Regions from separate parts of the Mus musculus genome. Here all the other regions are linked to region 2. A link is a contact called in public HiChIP or PLAC-seq data. All regions are on one chromosome and are shown on one strand. Each heading gives the region's core, a stretch centred on a gene start, on an enhancer-like site or on the middle of the called end of the contact. The rest is flanking DNA. Distances are from core to core; before and after follow the strand shown.

Region 1 (3,880 bases), core at 466-2,965, 75 kb after region 2:
AAATCACCCACAACACATCTCCATTTCTCACTTCCCTACCAAGGGGATATTTGAGTTATGTGTTTTTGAAAGACTTTCATGCTCATGGACCCATTACCTTGTGTTTTGCCTGTTAACACACCTGTTGCCATTTATGTCAGCAAACCAAACAGGCATCCTTCAAAAGAGGAAGGGGACCTCCCTCCTGCTCATGAAGTTCCGGGACACGCGCTCAGCAGACAATGTATTAAATAACCAAAAACTTTAGGGAGGAAAATAATGAAGGTTGAACCCTGATTTCATTTTTATTAATTCTTTGAGAATTTCATAATTCATACAATATATTTTGGTCATATTAACCTCCTACTCTTCATGCTAAGGCCTCCCAGGTCTACCTCCCACTCTTGCAACAGGCTTTTAAAACGGTATGAGGGGACATTTAACTGTAGGTGGGTGTCAGCATGCCCACTTCATCCCTACTCTTCTCCCTACCCTGTTATAGCTATATGAACTCAACTTTAGTTATTTATTGAGTGAGTGAGTGAGTGAGTGAGTGAGTGACTAGGGTTTCTTTAGATGTGAGTGAGTGAGTGAGTGAGTGAGTGAGTGAGTGAGTAGGGTTTCTTTAGATCTAGAACCATGCTTGTCTTCAGGAAGGCTTAAGTGACCAGAGACTAGGGTACCATGTAGTCTCTCCTCCCCCAGCCTGAAACCTGCTTGCTCAGGGGTGGAGCTTCCTGCTCATTCGTTCTGCCACGCCCACTGCTGGAACCTGAGGAGCCACACACGTGCACCTTTCTACTGGACCTGAGATTATTCGGCGGGAATCGGGTCCCCTCCCCCTTCCTTCATAACTAGTGTCGCAACAATAAAATTTGAGCCTTGATCAGCGTAACTGTCTTGGCTACATTCCTTTCTCTCGCCACCTAGCCCCTCTTCTCTTCCAGGTTTCCAAAATGCCTTTCCAGGCTAGAACCCAGGTTGTGGTCTGCTGGCCGGACACAACAGTACCAGGTGAGTAGAGTGTGAGAAGAGAAGAAAATAATGGGGGTGGGGGAGGGGAGTCTAAGTCTCAGGTCACTGGCATCTTTTAAAAGTTTTTGACCAGCTGAACAACTTCCTCAGCAAATGGTAAAGACAATTTAACTCCCATTCCAATGAGATCAACATTATTTCTCATTCCATTATAATAATTTAGATGAATCTTATACCATCTAGACTACATTTTAGTGACTTAACTATGTTTCCTGTAATGATATGGCAAGCCTTTGCTGGTTAGAAAACCCGAGACCCTTTTTCAAGCATCTTTGCTCAAAAAGCTAGGGAACTCATGGTCTCACTAAACTTTGAATCACTAAACAAAAGCCCACCTGTGGTATTTCACTTTATTTAAGGGTCTAGACTTTCTCTACATGCTAGAAAGTGTCCACTTCAAACAATAGATTTAAAAAAAATCCCTTTTACTTAAATAATAAGCAAATTTATAAAGTGTCCAAGAGAAACACATCCAGTGGAAATCCCCCTCCGTTCCTATATGGGGTTCAAAAGCAAAATGAAATGGGCTCATTGTTGAACACTGTGGTGGGATATACTAACAGGGGAGTCTGATCAAAACCAGTTCTGATGTAAACCTCTAAGTACAATACTATAGGTAATGGTCCCCAGTTTGGTGTCAGACCCAAGGACAAGGCACTGAGTGCATATTTTGCATATCAAAGCAGACCTGACCTCCATCTTCTCCCAGCATCCCTCAGTCCCTACTTGGAATAACCTGCCTCCAAACTTGCACGTCCCAGCCTCAGGGCTGGGCTGTCCTTTTTCAAGAGACTCCTCGATACATAATCCAGACATTTTGCTCTCTTCCTCCCTCTCTCCCACCCTCCCTTTCTTCCTTCTTCCCCCCTTTTCCTCTTTCTCTTTCTCTCTCTCTCTCTCTCTCTCTCTCTCTCTCTCTCTCTCTCTCTCTCTCTCTCTCCCCCTCTTTGCATGCCCTTTCTCTCTTTCTCCTCTCCCCCACCCCACCCCATGGCAACTCCCCTGGTCTCAATTCTTGGGGCTAGTGAACTCACTGAAGAGCAAGCTTCCTAGTAAACCTGCCTTTAATATTAACTAATCTGGTTTGAATTTGCTCATTTCAGAAAAATAACTTATCGTTCACCACAGGCTGCTTTAAGTTAGAAGTTGGAGTAGCATGACAAATGGCTGCTACCTACTGTCTAAGGAAAAGAAGGTAGGAATGTCCCATTGGGATGTTATAGAGGAGGAAAAGGACCTGCTTCTCTCTGCAAGGTGGCCTTCCACAAAATATTGTAGTCAACAACGAAGAATGATTCATATACTATAGGTTAGATTTTTATTACTGAAATAAAGTTTTGGGAATAAATTAGTATATTTCACTCACAGTTTTAGAGACCTTAGTCCACGGTCACTGACCACACTGCCTAAGGGTTAGTAGAGTTTGTGAGCAGTGAATGAATGGTGGCCAGGAAGAAAGAATAGGAAGGTCCATTATCATGCAGATAATTGTACTAACATCCTTCTTCCTGGCCCAGCCTCTTGGAGGGTCTATTCCCTCCCAAGAGCAGTTACAGACTGGAGACCAGGTCTCCAACTCATGGCCTTTGGAAGCCATCCAAGATCCAAATTACAGTTACCTCAGCTAGAACAACCCAACTTCAGGAGACAGATGGAAAACTTCTTCTGAAACAAGAGGATAATTGGCCAGCCCTGCTAGATTTATCTTAATGACGTCCAACTGAAAAGCCTTCAGAGTGATTTGTTCATATTAGACATTGATAAAGCTCTTTTATTGAATGTTGGATTACTGTGGGAGGGAGATACTTAGCAAAGAAAAGGAGTGAGGAAAGTTCTTGTTTTAGGACCTGTAAGAGCCTCATCTGGAGGTGGGTAACAGGCAATGTTTCTAGGGACAATATACTAAAATCCTAAACTCTGCTGAAAAAAATTGTGATTAAAATCAGATTTACAGAGTTACTGTTATTGTGTGACTATAGATAAGGAGCTTTGTCCTTCGAGAAGCACATTCTTATACCCTAATCCTTACTCCTGTTCTGACAATGACCCATTGTTCACTGTTGGCTTTGGATTTCCTCGACTTTCTGAAGGACTCAGTGCCCTTGAGATAGTTTCAGGCCTCTGACTCCAAGACTCTTGCCTATCCTCACTCAGTCTCTGGGAGCCTTCGACCTGCTGTGCAGTATCGGAGATTTCCTACTATGTTATCTTGGCTTATCAAGTCTTCTTTTGCTCTCTTTGAGGTTACACATCTATCTGTTATCTGTTGTCTCCAAACTACTCAAAGCTCTCAACTCTTCTCACTTGACTCTCCTGCTCCACTCACTACACAGATTCCTTGTCAACCTGGGATCCACCTCTTTGAGCTCTGTGCCGACGAGGACCAGTGCTTTGCTACACAACATTTTCGATGCTCGAGGCCCCTCCTATAAATTGGGTGCACATAGGAGCCAGGTGTCATCCTTTCACTTCTCCCACATACTCCCAGAAACCTCTTCTATTTTCTTGCAGGCTGGCTCATTACTTGCCTCTTCTGTCACTCCTAGTGGAAGCTCCTTATTGGAAAATGCAAGGGCAAGCAGTAAATGTTTCTCCAGTTTGCTCCCCTCCATAAGCATCCTTACCCCAGGCTTCTATCACTGACAGCAGAAAAGATTCTTCCATCCCACCTCATCTTGTCCTGACAGCAGATCCACCACCAACTCTCTCCATGCCCCAGGGTCTTCAAATCTTCCGAAATTAACTCCTTCCTTTCACAGTGAAGCTTCCAGAAAGAGGATCTAGGTTCTTTCTTGCCTTCTACACTTGCTAATCAGTCTCTGCCACTCTGCCCCGGCCCTCCACTTAGCAGGCTCTTCCCAAGGCT
Region 2 (4,507 bases), core at 1,762-4,261:
AAGTTATTCATCTGCTACAAAGCACTCTTTTTTTGTTTGCTTGTTTTTCGAGACAGGGTTTCTCTGTATAGCCCTGGCTGTCCTGGAACTCACTCTGTAGACCAGGCTGGCCTTGAACTCAGAAAGTCTGCCTGCCACTGCCTGGCTTATTGTTTTTAATTAAGTGGATTCACATGTTTCTGTGTGAAGGTGTGCAAACAAGAACACAGGTGCCCATCCATTCTGGGAATTCCGAGCAGTGCAGACAGTATATGCTCCCAATCGCTGAGCCATCGCTCCAGCCCAATACAGCACTGCGTTGCAATCACTGACAGTACTTGGGAAAACAAATGTCGAAATGCTTTAGATATTAGGCTCCAGGTGATGGCTCAATGGGCAAATCACTTGCCAAACAAGTACAGGAGTCTGAATTCAAATTCCCCAGACCCACGTAAAGGTTGCGAGAAGTAGTATGTATCTATAATTCCTCTGCTATCACAAGGAGATGGGAGGCAGAGGAGAATTCCCTGAAGCCTGAAGGCTCCAGGTGGTATGGTACACACAGTAGTGAACACACCACACACACTCACAAACACACACGCGTGCACTTGCACGGGCCTGAGTCCTTTCAGTCACCACCCCACACTGGTGGCTTCCACCTTTGGAGATGGCTGATTTCTCCCCCCTCTCCCCTCCCCGGTCTTGCACCAAGATGCAGACTCTGATTCCCTGGACCTCTGTTCTTTAAGTCACCACAGGGAGCAATCACCATCAAAGCCAATGCCTTGCAGTAGAACCGCCATAAACTCAGCAATCCACCCCCACCTGATGAATTTGGTCGTCATCTGGACTAAACCCTTCTCTACTGTTTTAAATGGTTTTTGGTTTTTCAGTCTATATTTACAGATATGCAGGACCTCTGCCGGGCTTACTCAGGGCTGCTCTCTAAAGCAGTTCTTCTGGAGTCTGGTCCACCTTCCAAAATCTGGCGGTACCCAGAGGAAGCTGCTGATGCAGTTCTTATTTTCACAGAGCCTCATTTGCAAATTCCTGAGGGCACACGGAGGGGTGGGGACATCTTGTGGCTACTCCTTCCCCAAAGGCCAACTAAGGAGCAGCCAGACACCAACCCTACTTTCTCGATGCTGCATTCCAGACAGGCACCATGATTAAATGGACACCACTCCGTCATTAAACGGCAGACCTAATATCAGTGGGGTGATTTTTCATGGAAATTATTTAAAAAAACCAAACTCTACGGGACAGTGTTTTTCACATTTGTGGGAGGGAACTAGCTTTCTTTTAATCCTTTCTAACCTCTGAAAAGAGGGTGAAGGAGAAATGTCACAAAGTTCTGTTGAGAACTTCAGCGAGTGAGTGTTTACTTAGATGGCTGGAGCACCTGACGGAAGGCAAGTCTGAAGGAAAGCTGAGGGCATCGGAACCTGGCTGAGTACATTTCTTTCTTGGTGCTGCTGTTTGGCCAGCCCTAGGCATGAGGTAGCCTTGTTTGGCTATCATCTGACTGGGACTGGCTCTCTCTCTCTCTCTCTCTCTCTCTTTTTTTTTTTTTTTCAAGACAGGGTTTCTCTGTGTAGCCCTGGCTGTCCTGGAACTCACTTTGTAGACCAGGCTGGCCTCGAACTCAGAAATCCGCCTGCCTCTGCCTCCCAAGTGCTGGGATTAAAGGCTTGCGCCACCACGCCCAGCTCGGGACTGGCTCTCTTAAATGATAAGTTCATACCTTTCATGCCAGGAGTGGTCTCTCAGCATCCACAGTGGACTAGAGGCAAGATCTCATGAGACACCACAGTCTAGTGATGGAGGTGCTTGAATGCCTTGAGTAGAAACTGGTGGAATCCCCTGACCTCCAAACACCTAACACAACCTGAAAATCTACTTAAGTAATTATTATATGTTAAGGAACAGTGACAAGGAAAAGAAAGTCTGTGCATATGTGGCACAGATTCAACTTATTTTTTTTCAAAGACTTTTATGTTAGGGCCAGGCAGGGTCTTGGACATGCTGGACAAGAATTGTACTACTGAGCATTATCCACAGTCCTGTAATAATTCTGGCCTGTAGCTGGTTATATCAAAGGATTCAGAACTAGCGAATACAGAGAACCGCTTATATTTATGGCTATGTGAACAGACACAACGAATATACATACATACATGCATTTATGTATGCCCTACTGCTTTTAATTCCTCTCCAAATACATGTCCTAAGAGTCCCTTGGAGAATAAATCATGCTTAGCCCCTCAACATCTCTCTCACTGTCGAAATACTCAGAAGCAACATAGAATTATTCACATAGAATAATTATAAACACAGCAGGTTTATCTCTGGGCAAATGTGTAAAGGCGGAGGGAGTTTGAGGTCTGTCCACTTCAGAGTCCACCATCAGGGTGCCAAGCCTCCACACAGCACATCCTGAGAACTACAAAGACAAAGTATGCTCCATATAGAAGTATAATGCAGAATAGGTTTCCCCACTCAGCCTGTTGAAGTGTGCATAAAAGTGTTGCCCATTCCCAACACCCAGGGGCTCCTGTATTTGAAAGGTGGTCTCCAGCTGTTTCTGGAGGTTATGGATCATTTAGGACTGTGACAGGGAGCCTCCAGTCCACATCACTGGGGGTGGAATCTGAAAGTTTATAGTCTCACTGCATTTCTGGTTTACACTGCTCCTTGTGCGCCACTGAGATGTGATCTCTCAGTTTCCTGCTCTGGCCAGCTGCTGTCATGTCTCTCTGGTGTTATGGATTCTCCCTCTGGAACCACAAGCCAAAATAAACTCTTCCTTACACGAATTGCTTTTGTTCATGATTTTTTGTCACAGCTACAAAAAGGTAACCAGGACCAGGCTCTGTGGCCAGGGTCAGACAGCAATGGCATCTCACATCCCTGGGTAACATCTGAAGAGGCAGTGCTGTAAAATCAAGGAGCTACAGGTACACAGCAGCCTCTAGTGCAGAGCTCAAGGCCTCTACAAATACCTTAGCAGCCACAACATTGCCTCGATCTCATGTTTTTGAAAATCAAGAGTTAATGCAAAAGCCCATGCTGGGAGCTGAAGAGATGGCACAGCAGTTAAGGGAGCATCCTGTGTGTGACCTTAGAGAACATAAGATGACCACTGAAATACCTTGCTAGAATTGCACACTGGGGATCTTCCGCTAAAAGGTTGTGCTGAACACTCCCTTTCCGGAATGAAGCAGCAAAACAAGCTTTACAAGGAAGCCCCGACCTACAGAGGCAGATGCAGGTAACAACCAAAAAGGTTTTAGTTCCCTCTTCTGGTGACTAAGACTTCACCTCACCTGGGGCCATCAATGCTGCTTAGGAACTTTGGGAAGGTCTTGAAACAATTGCCCCTCCGGAAGGGAGAGGCTAATTACCATTTCTAAAGGGGGGAATGAAAAGGTCAGCATAGGCCAACAATGGGCTTAAACCAACTCAAGTTGTTACCTAAGTCTACCCTTAAACTGTATAAAAAGTGTGTGCTTAGGAGATTCCTGGTTGCAGGACAGTCCCAGCGCACTGGATCAATAAACCTCTAGCTTGTTGTATCGATCTCCATCTCTGTGTTTCTGTGAGTGGGACATCCTGGATGTAAGGCTCTTCGGGTCTTACACCTGCTCTTGCAGAGGGCTTGGACGTGGTTCTCAGTAGCCATACTGGGTGACTCACAATGATCTACAGCTTCAGCCCCAGGAATCTGACACTCTTCTGGCCTCTGCAGGCATCTGCATTCAGGTGCAAGTGTGTGTACATACAGACATAAAAATAAACCCTATAAGAGTTACCCTTAAAGGGATCTACAATGAAGCCGAATTAAAAAACCTCCTCATATGATCTATAATCCTGCTATCTGGAATTTATTCAAAGAAGCCTACACACAGATGTTCTCAATGAAAGACCCACAACGTGAGGACTCCCCCACGTTCTGACTCAGGAGGGGCAACACCCCAAATCACTCACGAGAAATGGTCTCGCCGCAAACTGCAAGAGGACTTTTATTTCAAGAGCACTCTCGGACCCACCGTCATACACCACGCAGGGGTAGAGGACCATGGCACCCCAAGTAGCTCGGTAAGGGGGTATTAAAGAAAGAAACCACAACTCAAGGAGGTGGGGAGGGTGTTGTTGGAAAATACCAAAAATACCAGTTAAGAGTCACAAGGAAGTGCAAAGTCACAAGAGTCACAAGGAATACCTGGTAATTGTGCGGGTTATTTCTCAAGGCAGTTTCTAAGAGCCCCTAACAATAGCACATTTGCATAGAGGGTTCCAGCAAAGGTCAGGGTGGGTCAGGGTGACTTTCTTTGAATGAACACTCCTTGAACCCAGGAAGCGGGTGGGTGAAGGAATGTAGCAATCTGTTTTATGATTAGCATACCTTGGAACATTGAGTCACAAAGGTCACATTCTCAAGCCTGGGCCTAAAGGCCTAGAACTTTGCTTTTACATTATACTTTTTCATCAGCAGCTTTATTCTATTTATAACTATCCAAACTTGAAA
Region 3 (4,409 bases), core at 1,543-4,042, 120 kb after region 2:
TGATTCTAAATGTATCTGAAGCTTTGGGTCTCTGTTGCTGGTAGACGTCACGCTATGCAGACTCTCAACCCTGGGTTAAACCTCTGCCATGAGACTCTTATGAAATAAAGATTTAGTTTTGGGTTTGTAGATTGTCTCTGGAGATAATCTACACACACACACACACACACACACACACACACACACACAGGGCTGGAAACTGGAGTCAGTCATAAAGCAGGATTCATATGACCACTGGCATTAAACTACAATGAATTCATTCAGAGTTTCAGCAGCACAGATGTCAAAGGGAGTCTAGGATCAACTCTGGGAGGCCACCCAAGCTCATCCTAAGAGCCTTTGCAGGCAGCATGGATTCTGGGTAGTTCTGGAAACCTGGAACTTTTAAAAGTGCTTAGGAAAGTCCAGAACTACCAGAGTGTTTCCCCTGACTAGATACACTGTTGTTACTCATGAGCCAGATGTGGTGCAAACCTGTAATTCCAGCACCCTAGAGACAATAGCTGGAGGATCCTGATATGGAAACCAGTCAAGAGCTGCTCAGACTTCCGGGATGGAGACAAGGGAGGGGCTGCCAAAGGCCAGAATAAAAAAGGTAGCAAAGAGTTGCTACCTGGAACTCCTCATCATGTGGAACCCACAGTTTCTGGGAGACTTGGCTTCTACTTCAATAATCACTGTGACATCTACATCTGATTCCTGAAGAGAATCAGATTCAGAAAAGTGTGAGGTGGGTGCAATCTCACACTGTGTTTACAGTGGCCTGAATTCTGATGAGCAGGTTATCAGTAAAAAATGCATTCACATGATTTCAGCCAACTCCCCACAAAAGCAGCACAAACACTATTAATCTTGCAATATGTATTATATATGTGTGTATACATTATATATTATCCACGTGCGCGCACACACATATAGTTGTTCCTTTGTTGCTGCTTGGGAGTTATTTTAATGATGAAATAATTTTCTCTATATTCATTAACATGAGAAACAATACTGAATCTGCAAACGTGTAATAATATACTCTACTTTTCTGACTCATAGATCACTCATCTACAAAATGCAAGACACAGACTCTACAAGTCTTTACTTGGCTGTTGTAAAAACATGAAGAGGATAGAAAAGAAGAGGGGAAAAAGCAGCGCTTTGTAATACAGAATTGCCTCATGCATTCTAAGCAAAAACAACCCATAATACAAGAGGCCTCAACATTTAGAGTTGAGCGATGACACCATGACTGGTCACCCTCAGTGTATGGAGGTGAAAACTGAGGCTCAAGGGTATGAATTTACTTTCCCCGAGTCACACAGCCAGTGAGGAAAACAGGACTTCCGTCTCCTTTGTCACCTTCAGATCTAACTGGTAACAATTGAACTGAATGCTAATCCCAATGCTAATCCAAGTCCTCCGAAAGCAGCAGTTCTGATTCCGTGCTTACATATTCAAAACAGTTTCAAAGCAGGTTTTGTCTTAAAAGTCCCTAGTTTCCCTGTTCCAGGTACCTTGAGCTCAGACTTTAATCCTTGTATTATTGGAAAGAAACAAATGAATTTTCTCCATGTTCTTTTGAAGAGGGGGAGCTTAACTGCTCATAGAACAGTTAACAGCAGGAGATGTCTCCTCTGCTGCCAATTGAGGGGTCTGTACCCATCAAGGCTACAGGGCCATCCACCTGCCTCCACTACCAGGTGACCAGGCTTCTGTCTGGAAGCGAGCTTTCTAACTATTAACTTTTCCCTCCTCTTTCTTTCATCCATCCTGCTATTTACAGCTAGTTTCTTAAAAGTTCCCAAACTAATAACTCCAGCACAGTTAATTTTTTTCCAGTCTTAGAGAACATTTTTCCCCAATTTTTTATTAGGTATTTTCTTCATTTACATTTCAAATGCTATCCCGAAAGTCCCCTATACCCTCCCCCTTAGCGAACATTTTTATGAAGGAAAACAAAAAAACAAAACATGCAAGCACATTTGAAAACAGAAGGGCCCTGTTTATAAATCTGAGTCCCAGGTTATTTCCTAGATATTCCAAAGATTTTAGTTTTCATATTTTACAAAATGAAAATCCAGAATTACCAGAGTCTTACCTTCAGATGCGTGTGCATGCACACACACACACGCGTGCACACACACACACACACACACACACACACATGCGCGCAGCATCTGGGAACAGTCAACAAATGTATACAGTATCTTGATGCTCAGTCATCCTGTGAGTCCCTCTCTGTGTCGTCTGTCCCTGCAGCATTCTCCATGGGCACAATCAGCATAATACGTAATACATTACTTGTTTTTCAGCTCTATTCAAAAATCTCAGTTCATTCAACAACAACAACCAAAAAAAAAAAAAAAAAAGCCCTTAAGATAGCCCCAAAGCTGGAACACTCCGTGTGAAAAAGCTATGCTTATAGACTCCATTCTTCCTGCCAAGTGAACAATGCTCACAACAGACCACAGGGTTTCCAAATAACCTTTTGGCAATAACTGGAAATTAAAAAAAAAAAAAAAAAAACAGGAAAAAAAAAGCACATGCATTTACCTGTACCAAGCACTCCACAGGTGAGGCAGAGGCGAAAGAAGAAATCCTAGTTCATCTTCTGAAACTTTACAAATCTAATGGTCTTCGGACTCATCCGTCCTCCGAGCTGTCAGGTAAACCCCCCTCCATGCCTCGGCTGTTTTCTTTTGCAGTTTTTCCCAGTGAAACTCTCCTCATTTGCATAAAGCCTATTTGTAGCCTATAGGACTTTTTGAGTAACTACTTGTTAAACTGGCTGTCTTGACATGCTCTTTCAAGCATGACATCATAAATCTCCATGGAAACCTTAACACCACCTGCCTACATGCCAACGTTACCTGTCAAGTAAAGACTGAAACAATCATCTGAAATTGTTCATTAATGAAACCTTTCAGCCGGGCTCGGGATCTTTGCGCGGTGTAATTTGTGCTGTTGGCAGCAAGGGAACCAAAAAAACGGTGGCTTCGTTTTCAAAGCCTGAGCTGTTTTGCAGAAAACAATGATCAAAATTATAGGCATTCGCTAATCTGCCCCTCCCTGTCTAACAATGCACTTAATCAGTGCAAGAGGAAGAAAAAAAAAAAAACCTCACAGTGGCACAAGTGTGCCTCTCTCTACCGGGTAAAGTTACTTTGAAAAATCTTCAGTCTGCACTTGTAAGGTTTTCCTGCTCTTCCCCGCCACCAACCCCCTACCTACTTTTAACCAGGAAAACCTGCAAAACAGGTTCCTTACCTGAGTGTGTGTCTGTGTGTGCGGGTGCAGCTGTGTACATTTGCCTGTGGCCTGTGGCTGTAGAGGTGGGAGGAGGTACAGACATTTTTAACCCTTTCCTAGCAAGCATGTGCATGTCTCCCAAGCTTATACAAGTAGCTGGACAAACACGTATGCAATTTTCACTATCTCAGATTGTTTTTTAAAGATTTTAAATTGCTTTTAGTTTTGTGGATGGGTGCTTCGCTTGTTTGCCTGTTTATATGTGTACCATGTGTGCCCCACTGCCTGCAGCCCAGAAGGCAGCATCACAGCCTCTGGGACAGGAGATACAGATAGCTATGAGCCATCATGTGGGTGCTGGGAAGGGATCTTGGGTCCTAGGCAGCATCAGCAAGCATTCTGAACCATTAAGCCATCTCTCCAGCTCTACTATTACATTCTTTAAAAAATAAAATCCCTACTTGTCCCGAAAACTTCCTGGTTATGATGCTGAGCTAATTACTCCTTCTTTCCACTTCCAAATGTGGCACAGACACGGGTTTAAAACTGCTGATGCCTGCCACTGAAACGTTTGCATGGACCTGCTCCAAATCCACCAGAGTTTACAGACCATTATCAATTGGCTGTCAGGCGCCACAGCATAAAGGACTTCAGCGAGACTGAATGGGATCAGACACAATACCACGGTGCCGGAGACAGCCGGATGCTGCCTTGCTGCAGGATCCAGCAGCTCTCATTCCCCAGCACCCTGCAGCAAGCTGCACAAGGCTCAGCAGCACCTGCCCTCAGAGGCCAGAGAGCAAGTGTTAACCTTTACACTATGCCAAGCTCACATTGTCCTCTGCAGAAAGCAAAGCACTGGCTTCAAAAACTCGGAAGTGGCTCTTTCTGTAAAGGAAAGGGAAGGTCTTTGGATCAGTGAATAGCCCTGACAGATCTGAGTTCTACATTGCCCCAGTTCACAGTCAACAGATGGGACATTACCTTTGAAGGGAACCAAGAACTAGTGGGGTTTAATGCAACAGCTCAGAGTTGGAACCCTCGGGGTAGGTAAGGAGATTCAGAGACTCAATTACTGCCTCTGTGAGTTGCAAATATATCCAGATGAAGCCCAAGCTTATGCTTCACCCAATGGGGGCACAAACACAATGCGAGACAAACAAAAACAAGAT

What was found. HiChIP or PLAC-seq counts read pairs in DNA pulled down with a chosen protein or histone mark.
Region 1: a contact with region 2 is called in an H3K27ac HiChIP or PLAC-seq map of embryonic stem cells, with 17 read pairs. The contact joins two enhancer-like sites. A contact is called at or near these places in 10 of 484 Hi-C or Micro-C datasets (embryonic stem cells, nephron progenitors and uterus), 10 of 115 datasets of contacts at active chromatin or transcription factors (embryonic stem cells, epiblast stem cells, pancreatic cancer cells and 1 more) and 1 of 9 other capture datasets (embryonic stem cells).
Region 3: an H3K27ac HiChIP or PLAC-seq map of embryonic stem cells shows a contact between it and region 2, with 47 read pairs. The contact joins two enhancer-like sites. A contact is called at or near these places in 13 of 484 Hi-C or Micro-C datasets (the AML12 cell line, Sertoli cells, cortical neurons and 2 more), 12 of 115 datasets of contacts at active chromatin or transcription factors (cardiomyocytes, craniofacial prominence, embryonic stem cells and 4 more) and 1 of 9 other capture datasets (adipose tissue).

What each region holds. Positions count from the first base shown.
Region 1 is chr2:20,593,001-20,596,880 of GRCm38.p6, reverse strand. The region is part of intron 3 of Etl4 (enhancer trap locus 4); the gene reads right to left. Among named protein-coding and RNA genes, the nearest start is that of Gm17171, 260 kb to the right of the region's middle. Within about 2 kb of position 1,715, at least 8 of the 459 cell types and tissues checked have an H3K27ac peak or open chromatin away from gene starts, as enhancers often do. A contact at or near this core is called in embryonic stem cells, where this site is marked.
Region 2 is chr2:20,668,310-20,672,816 of GRCm38.p6, reverse strand. The region is part of intron 4 of Etl4 (enhancer trap locus 4); the gene reads right to left. Among named protein-coding and RNA genes, the nearest start is that of Arhgap21, 300 kb to the left of the region's middle. Within about 2 kb of position 3,011, at least 16 of the 459 cell types and tissues checked have an H3K27ac peak or open chromatin away from gene starts, as enhancers often do. A contact at or near this core is called in embryonic stem cells and trophoblast stem cells, where this site is marked.
Region 3 is chr2:20,546,249-20,550,657 of GRCm38.p6, reverse strand. All of the region lies in intron 3 of Etl4 (enhancer trap locus 4), which reads right to left. Among named protein-coding and RNA genes, the nearest start is that of Gm17171, 220 kb to the right of the region's middle. Within about 2 kb of position 2,792, at least 109 of the 459 cell types and tissues checked have an H3K27ac peak or open chromatin away from gene starts, as enhancers often do. A contact at or near this core is called in embryonic stem cells and trophoblast stem cells, where this site is marked.